Linked DNA regions of Macaca mulatta: region 1 is linked to region 2. The links are chromatin contacts, called in public Hi-C maps. All regions are on one chromosome and are shown on one strand. The core of a region is the stretch at or near the end of the contact, and the rest is flanking DNA. Distances in the headings are between cores, read along the strand shown. Region 1 overlaps LARGE1 (LARGE xylosyl- and glucuronyltransferase 1). Region 2 holds the start of LARGE1 (LARGE xylosyl- and glucuronyltransferase 1).

Region 1 (5,646 bases), core at 1,467-3,966, 400 kb after region 2:
TGGGAGGCCGAGACGGGTGGATCACGAGGTCAGGAGATCGAGACCATCCTGGCGAACACGGTGAAACCCCGTCTCTACTAAAAAATACAAAAAATCTAGCCGGGCGCGGTGGCGGGCGCCTGTAGTCCCAGCTACTCGGGAGGCTGAGGCAGGAGAATGGAGTGAACCCAGGGGGGCGGAGCTTGCAGTGAGCCGACATCGCACCACTGCACTCCAGCCTGGGTGACAAAGCGAGACTCCGTCTCAAAAAAGAAAAAAAAAAAGAAGCTAGCACCCGCCCTTTCTCTCTCCTGCTCCTGTTCTTGCCATGTGACTTGCCTGTTCTCCCTTTGCCTTCTGCCGTGATTGGAAGCTGCCCGAGACCCTCACCAGAAATAGATGCAGGCACTATGCTTCATATACAGCCTGCAAAGCTATGAGCCAAAATAAACCTCTTTTCTTTATACATTACCCATTCTCAGGTATTCCTTTATAGCAGTGTGAAAGACTTTATAGCATTAGAAAGACTGTGAGTAGAAAAAAAGTGTATGTATATGTGTTTGCAGAAAATGGCCACAAGTTTGTCCCCTGCCTACATTGGTTCCTTTCACCAAGACAGTGTAGCTCCTAAGAGGAGGCATCTGTCTCCACTTCCTGAATCTGAGCCAATCCTGACATTTGTTTTGGCCAATGTAATGATGTAAGCATGACACAAGCAGAGACCTGGAAAGTACTTGAGCACTGGGGCTCCCCCTGCCACTCTGGGAGCCCGTCTGCCCTCTTGTGAACAAATCCAGGCTAGCCTGTTGGAGGATGAGGGCCCGTGTGGAGAGAGGCCCCATCATCCAAGCTACCCTGTGCTAGCAGGCAACGCCGCCCTATAGTAGCCAGTCCAGCCGATCCAACAGCTGTATTTACGACTGCAGAGGCATGAGCACCCTAGCCCAAACCAGAACAGCCCAGCTGAGTCAGGCCAGCTTGCCTACTTGCATTTTAAGCCACTATATGTGAGGATTAGTTGTTACACAGCAATGCTGACTGAAACAGTGTGCTACTTCTTGGAGAAGGTTTTTAAGAACCACGTATTTCTTCACTGTGTTCTCTTTTTACTGTCCTATAGTCATTCCTGAAATAACCCATAGTTCCCAGCCTGTGGGACATCTCATTTTGCAACCAGGCAACAGTGCCAAAAAACACTCATCCAGGCTCCTCTTCGGCAAGCGCTGGGGACTGAAAATCGGTGCCCTGGCCTCAAAGAACTCACCTGCCAGCAAAGACAGACACATGTAAACAACACAATACAATTACTATTTATTTTTATTATTAATAGATACATTGATTTCAGGCGTTGATCAGTGCAATGAGAATACAGCTAGAAGCTTGTTATGCCTTAAGGAAGTGAGCTGGTGGGAATCAGTTCACAGAGCCACTCCACACTTTCTTTTTACAGTGAAGGAAGAGAGGCCCACACAGAAGTTCCAAAACAGCAGCTCGTGTTTTGCACAGGAATCCCATGAATTTCTGTCAGATCATGTCTCATAGAGCATTACTAAAACCAGGACAGAAAGACGCAGAAAGCTTCCGGGAGTCAGGCAGAGCAGACTGGGATTAGGATTCAGATGTGAACAGAAAGCAGCTGCGAGCTGATGTGGCTCAGCTGAACGCCCAGGTGGGCAGTGGGGGCAGGTGTTGGTGGGGAAGTAGGTTAGAGATGGCCCATCTCAGCACTGCTGTGTTCTGCAGAGAGTTCAGAGTCCCCTCCCGTGCTTGTCAGAGAGCAGAAACGTGCTGTCTCCCTGAAGGATTGTGGGATTCGGGGAACAGCCACCCCAACGCATCTCAGGTACAGGATGGTTTAAGAAGCACTGAGGCCAGACACAGTGGCTCCTGCCTGTAATCCTAGCACTTTGGTAGGCTGAGGTGTGAGGATTGCTTTAGCCCAGGGTTTCAAAATGAGCCTGGGCAACGTAGTGAGACCCCCGCCCCCCCCGGCCATCAATACAGAAAATAAAAAATTAGCCAGGCATGGTGGCACACGTCTGTAGTCCCAATTTCTCAGGAGGCTGAGCGATACAAAAAGTAGAAAATTCTCCAGGTGTGGCAGCACAGGCCTGTAGCCCCAGCTGCTTGGCAGGCTGAGGAGGGAGGATTGCTTGAGCTCAGGAGATCGAGGCTGCAGTGAGCTCTGATCACACCACTGCACTCCAGCCTGGGTGACAGAGAGACCCTGTCTCAAAAGAAAAAAAGAAAAACCACTGAAACAGACAAACAGTCTCTTAGCTTCTCAGCAAGAGGAAGCCAGGGAGTACAAACTTTTTAATCCTAAGGAAAAGAAAATGCTACTTCAACTAAGTATCAAGAAGAGACAAATTCCCTTGTGCTTAAGAACACGACTTGGAAATGTTCTCTTTTTACCCAGCGTCATAAACAGAATGTGGGCTGGTGATGCGGTCATGTAGATCAGGCCTCTCCAAGAATGAATTGTTTTTTTTCTCTTTTTTTTTTTTTGCCTTGTTTTTCACTTCTAAAATACTATGTTTCCTCTTTTGGTTAAATGACAGACTTGCTTGAGTAGAGCAGTTAAGGATGTAAAAATAGTGATTTCAAAGAAAGCTGGGAGAGAATCATCATTTACGTGTTTTTGTGTTTTTAATTTGGGAAGAAGCTCCCAGTGCGGGTGGGGAGCGTCTGGAGCCTCAGACAGAACCTGGGTGTCTTTGGGAGCCAGTGCAGGGGCTGGTACTTTATTTTATGGGGACCTGTGGCCTGAGATGTGTTTTTAAAGGTAACAGTGCCCCCTTCTGGTGCAAATGAGTAAAGAGTTGAGGTTTTTCTAAGTATAACTTAGAAATCCCCGTGGCAAAGTGGAGCTTTTAAACTGGGGCAGAAATTATGCTTTGGCTGTTCCTCCTCACCACCCGACCCCCACCCCCGAGGAGCCCCCACTGAGTCTCCTTTGAGGCAAGCTCCTCTCTGGGGCATATGTGACCCCCGCGCCCCACTCCTCACAAACACACACACACACACACACACACACACGGGCAGCTCAGGGACCTGCAGAATTGCCAGATATCATTGCAGTGAGTCAGGATTCCTCTGTCTTGTCTTGGATCTTCATTCTTCAGCTTGAGTATATCCATGAGATTTTCTTTTTTTTTTTTAATCTGCAAAAAGCCAGAGTGCTCTGTGGAATCAAACTGCCTGTGAACGTGTTTCTTTTCTTTTCCTTTGCCTAAAACAGATTCCAACTAGCTGTCTTGTTTTAGGTAAGTTCCAACTGGCTGACTTCCATCCGGTCAGCTAGTGTACAGTGATATGTGCACACATCCGGGAGCAGGAACATCTAGGATGTTGGTCCCTGGATGTGCGGGTCCCTGGATATATGTACACATGACCGTCTTTTTCGACATACATCAGGATGTGATCAGAATCAACACTTAAACCCCCACAGTCAGTACCATACCCCTTTCTCTGCCCCACTCTAATCCCCGACCAAGCCGAATCCTGGTTCCCATTGCCTTGAGAAGAGAGGGAGCCTCAGGTCCCAGAAAAGTCAGTAGGGGTTGGAGTGATCTAATGACAGCAAGGAAAGTGAATTTGGGGCCTCACCCAGTTCTCCTTGTAATCTTCAGACCAGTCCTGCTCACTGCAGTTCAACTCTGTAGCCTGATTTTTCCAGATGAAGCTGCTCTTGTTGACCCAGATCTCCCCCTTCTTCTTTAAGGTGTGCTGTATCTGTGGGATGCAGACATAGGGCAGGACTGAGCCAGCTTCTTGCCATGTGTTCCCCTTCCTAAGAGCTTCTTACTCGGGGTCTGTGGGTAGATTCCAGAGCTTCTTAGATTCTCTCGGAAGTTGTATACAAAATTCTCTGTGCGGCCGGGCACAGTGGCTCACGCCTGTAATCCCAGCACTTTGGGAGGCTGAGGCAGACGGATCACAAGGTCAGGAGTTCGAGACCATCCTGGCCCATATGGTGAAACCCCGTCTCTACTAGAAATACAAAAATTAGCCGGGCGTGGTGGCGGGTGCCTATATTCCCAGCTACTCGGGAGGCTGAGGCAGGAGAATCGCTTGAACCCAGTGAACCAAGATCGCACCACTGCACTCCAGCCTGAGCGACAGAGTAAGACTGTCTCAAAAAAAAAATTCTTTATGCATTATATGTATGTTTTTGTAGCTCTACTCCACCGAGTTCAGCCCTCTTTATTGGGCAACTTTCCTAGAGGCTAGAGTGCGTCTTTAGTACTTGTTGGGTGATGATGGGACAGAGAGCGGTGTGGAGGGGTTGAAGGATATAAGCTTGTAACCACTTCCCAGTTTTTCATCCTCTGGTAGCTTTTCTTAGTCATCCAGAGTTAGCTTTCCAGTGGCTCAGGTGTACGGTCCTGGAATTATCAGTTAATACATGTTCACAGTTAAGGGGAATTTGTAGGCAAAAAAAAAATAGGCCACATGCTGCTTCCCAGAGCTGAGGATTTTCATCAGCTCTTCAGAATTATTCACACTCTGGTCCCTTTTTTAATGTAGATAACAAAGAGTTGGTAGCAATATAAGAGTGTGTGTTTGCCTTTTAAGGCTATAGTCAACGTATAAAAAGAAAATGATGTGTCCCCTTGGGTACTTACTACTCTCTAGTAAACAGGGAACAGAGGTGCTTAAATAGGAGGAAGTGGGCTGGGCGCCGTGGCTCACACCGGTAATCACAGCACTTTGGGAGGCCGAGGGGGACGCATCGTGAGATCAAGAGATTGAGGCCATCCTGGCCAACATGGTGAGACCCCGTCTCCACTAAAAATAAAGAAATTAGCCAGGCGTGGTGGTGCGTGCCTGTAGTCCCAGCTACTCGGGAGGCTGAGGCAGGAGAATCGCTTGAACCCGGAAGGCGGAGGTTGCAGTGAGTGGAGATGGCGCCTCTGCCCTCCAGGCTCACAACAGAGCGAGACTCTGTCTCAAAAATAATAATAATAAGAGAAAGTAGGGGAGACTTCCACCCCATCATCTTCATCCGTCCTCAGTAGTCTGATGAGATGCAGGACCAGCTATATAATTTGTGAGGCCTGGTGCGCAATGAAAGGTGGGGCTTCCTTTAAAAAAAAAAGCGTTAGGAATTTCAGAATGGTGACAGCAAGCCACTAAACCAAGCATAGGGTCTTTGTCAGCACAAGGCCCTTTAGATCCTGTGTCCCTAAAGCTGGCCCTGGTGAGACATAGGGATATGGGCCTCTCCCCACATCCTCACACCATTTCAGCCCTCTGGATGTCTTGCCTGCCTTCATCACCGCAGGCACACATCTGCCTTGCCTGCTTTGTGCTTCCTGTCCCCCCCGCCTTTAAGCCTCTCTCCCCAGTTAGCCCTAGTGCTCCCTGCTTCATTTCCTGCAGGTTTCTGCCCAGAGCTCACCTTAGCAGAGGGTCCTCCCCCATCAGTCTTCTCTCAAACAGCGTCCCTCACACCCTCCCTGCATCCTCTGCAACAAACACTTAGCTTTCACAATGGATTTATCTGTTTATCATTTATCGCTCTTCTCACGCTAGTAAAGCGCACGCTCTTAGAGGGCCTGGACAAGGTGGTGTTGCTCACTCCCAAACTCTCTGAGGCTGACAAGGTGCCGGGTGCCAGGCTGATGCTGTGTGTGTGGAATACACAGGTAGGAGTGTTCTTTG
Region 2 (5,968 bases), core at 2,416-4,915:
GAACTTCTGACCTCATGTGATCCGCCCGCCTCAGCCTCCCAAAGTGCTGGGACTACAGTGCACTGTGTTCTTAACCTGTCTTTAGATTCCCCGGTTCCTTGTATCAGGTACACAGAAAAACGGAGTGTTTTCTGGCTTCCTCTTTGAGATGCCTTTAGGGCCCCCTAGTGGCTGTTTTAAGACCTCAGGTTTCTTAGGATTAAGGTCTCCTTGACCCTAATAAAAAAAATCAGACCTTTCCGAATCTCTTCAGTGACAGGTACAATAACTGTGTGGAGATAAATAGATAACAGTTGGTTTAGATAGCTCAATTTATTTTTTTCATTTTTCGGTTCTCAGCAAAAGCTGTGCTCATTCTTTAGAAATAACAGATATATCACCTTACATATTTTATTCTGCATTCTCATACTATATCGTAGAGGAAATCCTTTTAAGACATTTATATCTTGGTTTGTGTCAAAGGGCTATAATTCCTAGTAACTACATCCTACTTCAGGGTTTCCATGTATATTCATATACATATTTAGTTGCTTGGACTGGGGAGTTGAGGTGCTTTACAATTTTCCAACGTAATACTTTAAACGTGGGGGCTTGATGTACTAACCAGAGGGCTCAGTATGTGGCATATTTCAGTCTGACAACATTAATATCATTTAGAGCATTAGCTATGCCAGTGACTGCAGGAACTTGCAACCTTTATTTGATAAAACAAAGCTTTTCCACATTTAAGGTGCTTATTGACCAATGCAAGTACATTTTGTGAAATCCACTAATAAGGCATTATGTCTTCAACATGCGTTACTGACCAGCGTGAACATTGCTATCTCCCCCACGATGGTCACATTTTTCTTTCTTAGATTCTATCTAGAGAATGTACACTTGAGTAATTATAATGGAGATATTTCTTTCCCGCAAGCTTATCTTTTAGTTGCTGATGTTATTCAATTATTTCTCCTTCGCTTGTAAATTTCAGGTCTCTTTTCCTTTCCTGAGTCACGTTATCTTTATTAATATGCTAATATGCTGTAACAATGCATTTTACACCACTAATGAAGTGAAGCAAAGCAAAACGTAAAAAGAAAGTACAAATTCTGGCTTTAACTTTACCCGGTTCCGGGGCGGGGGTGGGGGTGAGAGAGGAGGAAGAGAGTAGGAAGGAAGGACATTCGGGCGGCAAAAAAATAAAAATGATCCCCTTGTTTTCAGCGCGTTCTAGAACAGAGCTGCACGTCAGAGGAAGAACTGAGCAGCCTTCGAGCTAAAACACTTGGCATTAAACTTTGACACTTCAATGGTCTCTAGAATATTAGGTAATAGTTTTTCATATAATGTTCTTCTCCGATACGGTAATGGCATCAAAACAGATCGGCTATGCCTGCAACGTGCACGGTGAGACTTATCCCCGCAGAGATAAGACAGCAGGACCCCAGCCTCGCAGTTAACTTATCCCGAAGCTCCAAAGCAAACGTCTTTTACTTCTTCGCCGGGGACTCTGCTGTGCCACCGCTGCCTCCCTTTCGCATTCTGCTGGGCTCCGTCAGCCGCTGAGATTAGGTAAACAGCGCCCCGGAGCCGGGGCAGAGCGGGCGCTGCTGCTGCTGGTGGGGGTCGTTGTTTCAATAGGCTGGAGGGAAGGGGGATGGGAGAAGGGTCCCAGCTCGGTCAAGCCAAAGGCCGAGAGTGTGGTTACCTAGGCGGGAGCCAGGTCCGGAGCGGAGCAGGGGCCGAGCCTCGGAAGCCCCTGCCCACCCCCAGCCCGACCTCGAGGAGTGGGGTCAGCTCGGCAGCCCGAGCTCGGCGGCCTTTTCCCGCGCGCCCCCTCACCAGCCCATCCTTCCCCTGCCCCTTCCAAGAACTAGGGTGGGCTTCCCGCTGCCTCGCCAGAGTCCTGGAGCGCGGAGAGGCGCGCAGAGGGGAGGCAGAGACCCGGCGGCCCGCGCGGCTGGGGAGAGGTGGAAACCCGGGGGGAAGGGGACCCCAGAAGCCCTGGGACCGAGCTGGGGAAAAACCCGGGAGCTGGATCGCGCGCCCGGAGCTCCAGTCTCCGAGTCGGAGTTGTGCAGCCCTCGGCGTCCTCTTTCTCTCCCTGCCTCTCTGCTTTCGCCTCCTCTGGGTCTTCTCTCGAGGGCATCCTCCTTCCATCCATTCTCACACCCCCGCCCTTGTACCCCGACCCATTTCGCCCACTCCTCCTGTGGCTTGGGAGGACTCTCAGCACCCCACCCTCGTTCCTAGAACTGGGAGGCTGGAAGTCCATTCGAGGGATGTTGCGCGCCGGGTTCTTATGCCAAGAGGGAAAGAGCGAGAATAAAACCAGCAGGGGAGGGGCGTGTTGTGCGTGCACGGGGTGTGTGTTTGGGGTGGGGGAAACAGAATGTAGTTTCCTCAGAGGAACAGGAAGCCTTGGACAGGATTCTTGGAAACTGAGCCCAGAAAGATGCCGTCAGAGCCCTTCAGCGGGGCTCCTCACAGACTCCAGCTGCCCCACACCATGCCCACCTCTGAGAGAAGCGGCGACCCGAGGCGGGGAAACTTCCCACTTCTCACGACGGCTGTTTTGTGCAATTTGGGGAGCACGCTGCATGGTCCTGCAAGCCTGCGAGCGTCTCTAACACGGCAGCTGCGAGTCCGTCCCGCTTCCCTTCCCCCTCTTTCCGCGAGGCACGCCAAACCCGAGGCGGCCGGGAGCGGCCGGGGTGGGGGGGAAGAAGGGCGGGGAGCTCTCAGCTTGCACCCTTTCATCCCGACCCGGCCCGGGATCCCGGCTCCGGGTGTTGCTTCCGCCTGCCTGCCAGCGAGCTGAAGAAGCACTGGGGCGGAGTCTCGCCGGGGGGCGGAGCCTTGCGGGGGCGAACTTTCGGTCCGCGCGGCTGCGGAGCTTGCCATTGGTCGGCCGCTCGGTCACGGGGTCGGAGGCGGGCGCCAAGGAGGGCGCCGGCCCCGCCCCCGCTCGGAACCCAGCCCCGGTTCGCGGTCCCCCCCGGCTGCACAGACATGACACAGACACACAGTCACTGCAGCTGCTGAGCGAGTCCGGAGCTCTGGGCACGCGGAGGCGGCGGGGCCAGCCCGAAGCCCGGACCCCAGCGCCCGCCCCTGTCGGCCCCAGCTCGGCAGCCCCCTCCTGACCGGGCGCGGGAGGCGGGGATCGCGCGCCGGCTCCGGCCAGCGGCGCCCGGCTGCCCGTGGCGGCTGCAGCGGCCGCCCAGCTCCGAGCGCCGGGCGCTCCGGGAAGCCGGCGCATCTCGGAGGCGGCGGCGGCCGAGGCCGGCGAGCGCTCCCGGCGGCGGGGGCCGCCTGCCTCGGCTCCCCGCACCCACCGCACCGCGATCCGCTCGCCGCGCCTCCGCTCCCGTGACCTTCCCGCGGCGCCTCCCCTAGCCCCGCGCCCCCGGCCCCGCGCCCCAGGCCGGGGCGAGGCCCTCTCCGGCGCCTCCTTCCCGCGGAGCCCCTGGCGGGCGGCGCAGGCCCTGGGGGAGAGCGCGCCGCGGCCGGCTGCAGCCCCCCCCCCGCGCCGCCGCGCTCGGCGCCTGGCCCGGCCGGTGTGTTCCTGCCCCGCCGCCGCTCTGGAGCCCGGGCGCCCGAAGCTGGGGGCGCGGCCGCGCTCGCCTCGCCGGGCCGTTCGCGGGCAGGCCCTGCCCTGAAGGGACGAATCGGCTGGGAGCGCGGGAGGTGGAGTCGGCCCCGGCGGCCGCTCCCTGGACCCAACCCGAGGCGGACCCAGGCCCCTGCCCATGCGGGGCGCCCCTGGCTCGGAAGAGTCCCCCGGGCCGGGAGCAGCTCCAGGCAGCGGCCCCGGAGGAAGAGGAAGAAGGGACAGTGCTCAGCTTGGGCGACCCGGACCCTCGCCGCGGCATTTGGAGCCGGGGGCAGTCCCGAACTCTGCGATTGGCACCGCCGCTCCGAGTAGGGCAGCGCCTGCCGGGACCCTGACCCGGACCCCGTGCGCCTCGTAGGCGGCGGCGCCGCCGCGCCACCCGGTTCTTCCGCGTCTCCCTCTGCCTGGCGGCAGTCACGGCTAAGGTAAGAGCCCCGGAGTGCGAGAGTCGCCGCGGGGGCGCCGTGGTGTGCAGCGCCGGACAAGTTCTCCGAACCTGTCGCTGGTACCCCCTGTACTCGGGATGCCGGCGGGGAGGCCGGGCACACCCTCTGCTGCCCTGGCCGGGAGCCCTGGAGAGGCTGGAGGTGGAAGCCCTCAGTCTCCGACGTCCCGAGGACCCCCTCAGGGCCTGCTCCGCTTCTGGGCACACAGGCTGCTGGCAGGGGAGCGAGCCGGGAGTTGTTTCTGGTTAACACCAGGAGTGCATGTGACCGATACTCGCACCCGGGGCCTCACTTGTTAGCGGTGAGCACCTGTAGTTTGCGGAGCCTGCCGTGTTTGGAGAGGCCCGTCTTGGGCGGTACACAACTACCTTTCCTGGTGTGATGCTGTGAATAACTTTTCTTGTTTCTTCTTGCAGACAGTCCGGGGCAATTTGGGGGCGAGCAGCTACAGCTTGCGAGTCCCTCTTTAGGACAGAGTGGTTGGTTGGCATTGCTATCTGTAGGGGGGAACCCAGCCAGCATGTCCTTCCTATTAGGCAAAGCTGCTTGTGAGGAGTGATCAGTGTACAGCTATCCAGACATTCTTGTAAATGTCACTACTTTTGAAGTTTTGGAGTGAGGACTCCAAAGTTTGTGTATCCTCAAGTTATTTAGTTCATTGCCTTATCCTCTTTTAAATGTTCCTCTTAAGGAACCTCAGTTGTACAAGCCTGTCCTTGCCTGTTTGAAATTTATTAAACCTATGAGCTTCCCCCAGAACAATCTGATTTTAAGTGGGTCACTTCGGAGGGAACAGATTGTCTCTTGTACACTGAATCCATCCCTTGGGTGACCCTGTTTAATGGGGATGGATTTTTTTTTTTTTTTTGTCCCTATGCTGATGTACCTCGGTTGAGCAGGTTTCTGCTGAATTCAGAATCCGTGAATTTTGTCACTCAGTCCATTAAAATGATCTCCTGAGGGAGCAAAATAGCAGCTTACATTTTCCGTGAATGTCACTGGAAGTTTTACAGGGTCTTATGTAAGTGCCCAGAGAGAGAGAGAGAGGAGGGAGTCGGGGGAGATCAGGCTCCTGCTTCCTTCAAGGGAAGGAACGGAGGGGGTGGCAGGTGGGGGCGTCCACCTCCCTGATATGCAGATGCCTATTCTCTCTGACACAGGTGTGGAGACCTGAACTGCTTATCATTCCGTGGAGGCGGCCACCTCAGGTTAATTTTTCTCCTCACCTCTCCTCTCTTCCCACCTCAGGAGTCAGCTTCGATAGACTTAAGATAAGGAAAGCTTCTAAATTAAGAAAGGAACAAGTGGTGGTGGTTTATTTTCCCATCTCTCACAAATGGGTGACATTACTCACCGGCACACTTGGTCCTCACTAGGGATCAAAATAAAAGAAATAAAAACGCCGGCTTTAAGATTTCACACATCTCTTAGTGTACCTTTATTGTTCAAGAGTACTTTACTTCAGTGAAAATTGCTTGTGGAGAACACATTTATCGAGCCTGTCCCTGTTAATTCCATGCCAGGAAGAAAACTCACTGGAACAGAGAGGCAAAAGTCACCAAGATTTAGAGGTTAGTGGGTTTTCGAGAGTGGCGAGGAAAGGAATCAAATCTCCCTAGCAGGACAGAGAGGGTTTTAAAGGGAAGATGGGATTGCTGTGGAGTGAGCAGTAGCTGCTGACAAGTGTGGGCCCTCCTGCTTCACCTAATGAAGTGTGCTGGGGTGTGGATGAACTTTTTGATGTGAGCTAATGCAGATACCTTTGGTTTTTAAACCATACCTGGAAGGGCCTTAGAAATGAAATGAAAGGGTTTTTTCATCTCATCATAGGTCTCGGAAGTGCTTCCATCTCTTGGGAAGGTTGTGAAGGTTTCCTTTGTTTCCGGGTTCCCGAGCTGCGCTTTAAAGTTGATGCACAGTGCAG

The links. A called contact is a pair of places that touch in the nucleus more often than the background predicts.
Region 1: a contact with region 2 is called in a Hi-C map of fetal cortical plate, with 3 times the contacts expected there. The contact joins the enhancer-like site here to the promoter of LARGE1 in region 2. A contact is called at or near these places in 4 of 14 Hi-C or Micro-C datasets (blood, fetal cortex germinal zone, fetal cortical plate and 1 more).

Annotation. Positions count from the first base shown.
Region 1 is chr10:18,015,540-18,021,185 of T2T-MMU8v2.0, forward strand. The region is part of intron 6 of LARGE1 (LARGE xylosyl- and glucuronyltransferase 1); the gene reads left to right. Among named protein-coding and RNA genes, the nearest start is that of LARGE1, 400 kb to the left of the region's middle. Within about 2 kb of position 2,717, at least 5 of the 40 cell types and tissues checked have an H3K27ac peak or open chromatin away from gene starts, as enhancers often do. A contact at or near this core is called in fetal cortical plate, where this site is marked.
Region 2 is chr10:17,611,652-17,617,619 of T2T-MMU8v2.0, forward strand. It overlaps LARGE1 (LARGE xylosyl- and glucuronyltransferase 1), which reads left to right and starts at 3,666. Exons shown (of 15, transcript NM_001260905.1): 1 at 3,666-4,023.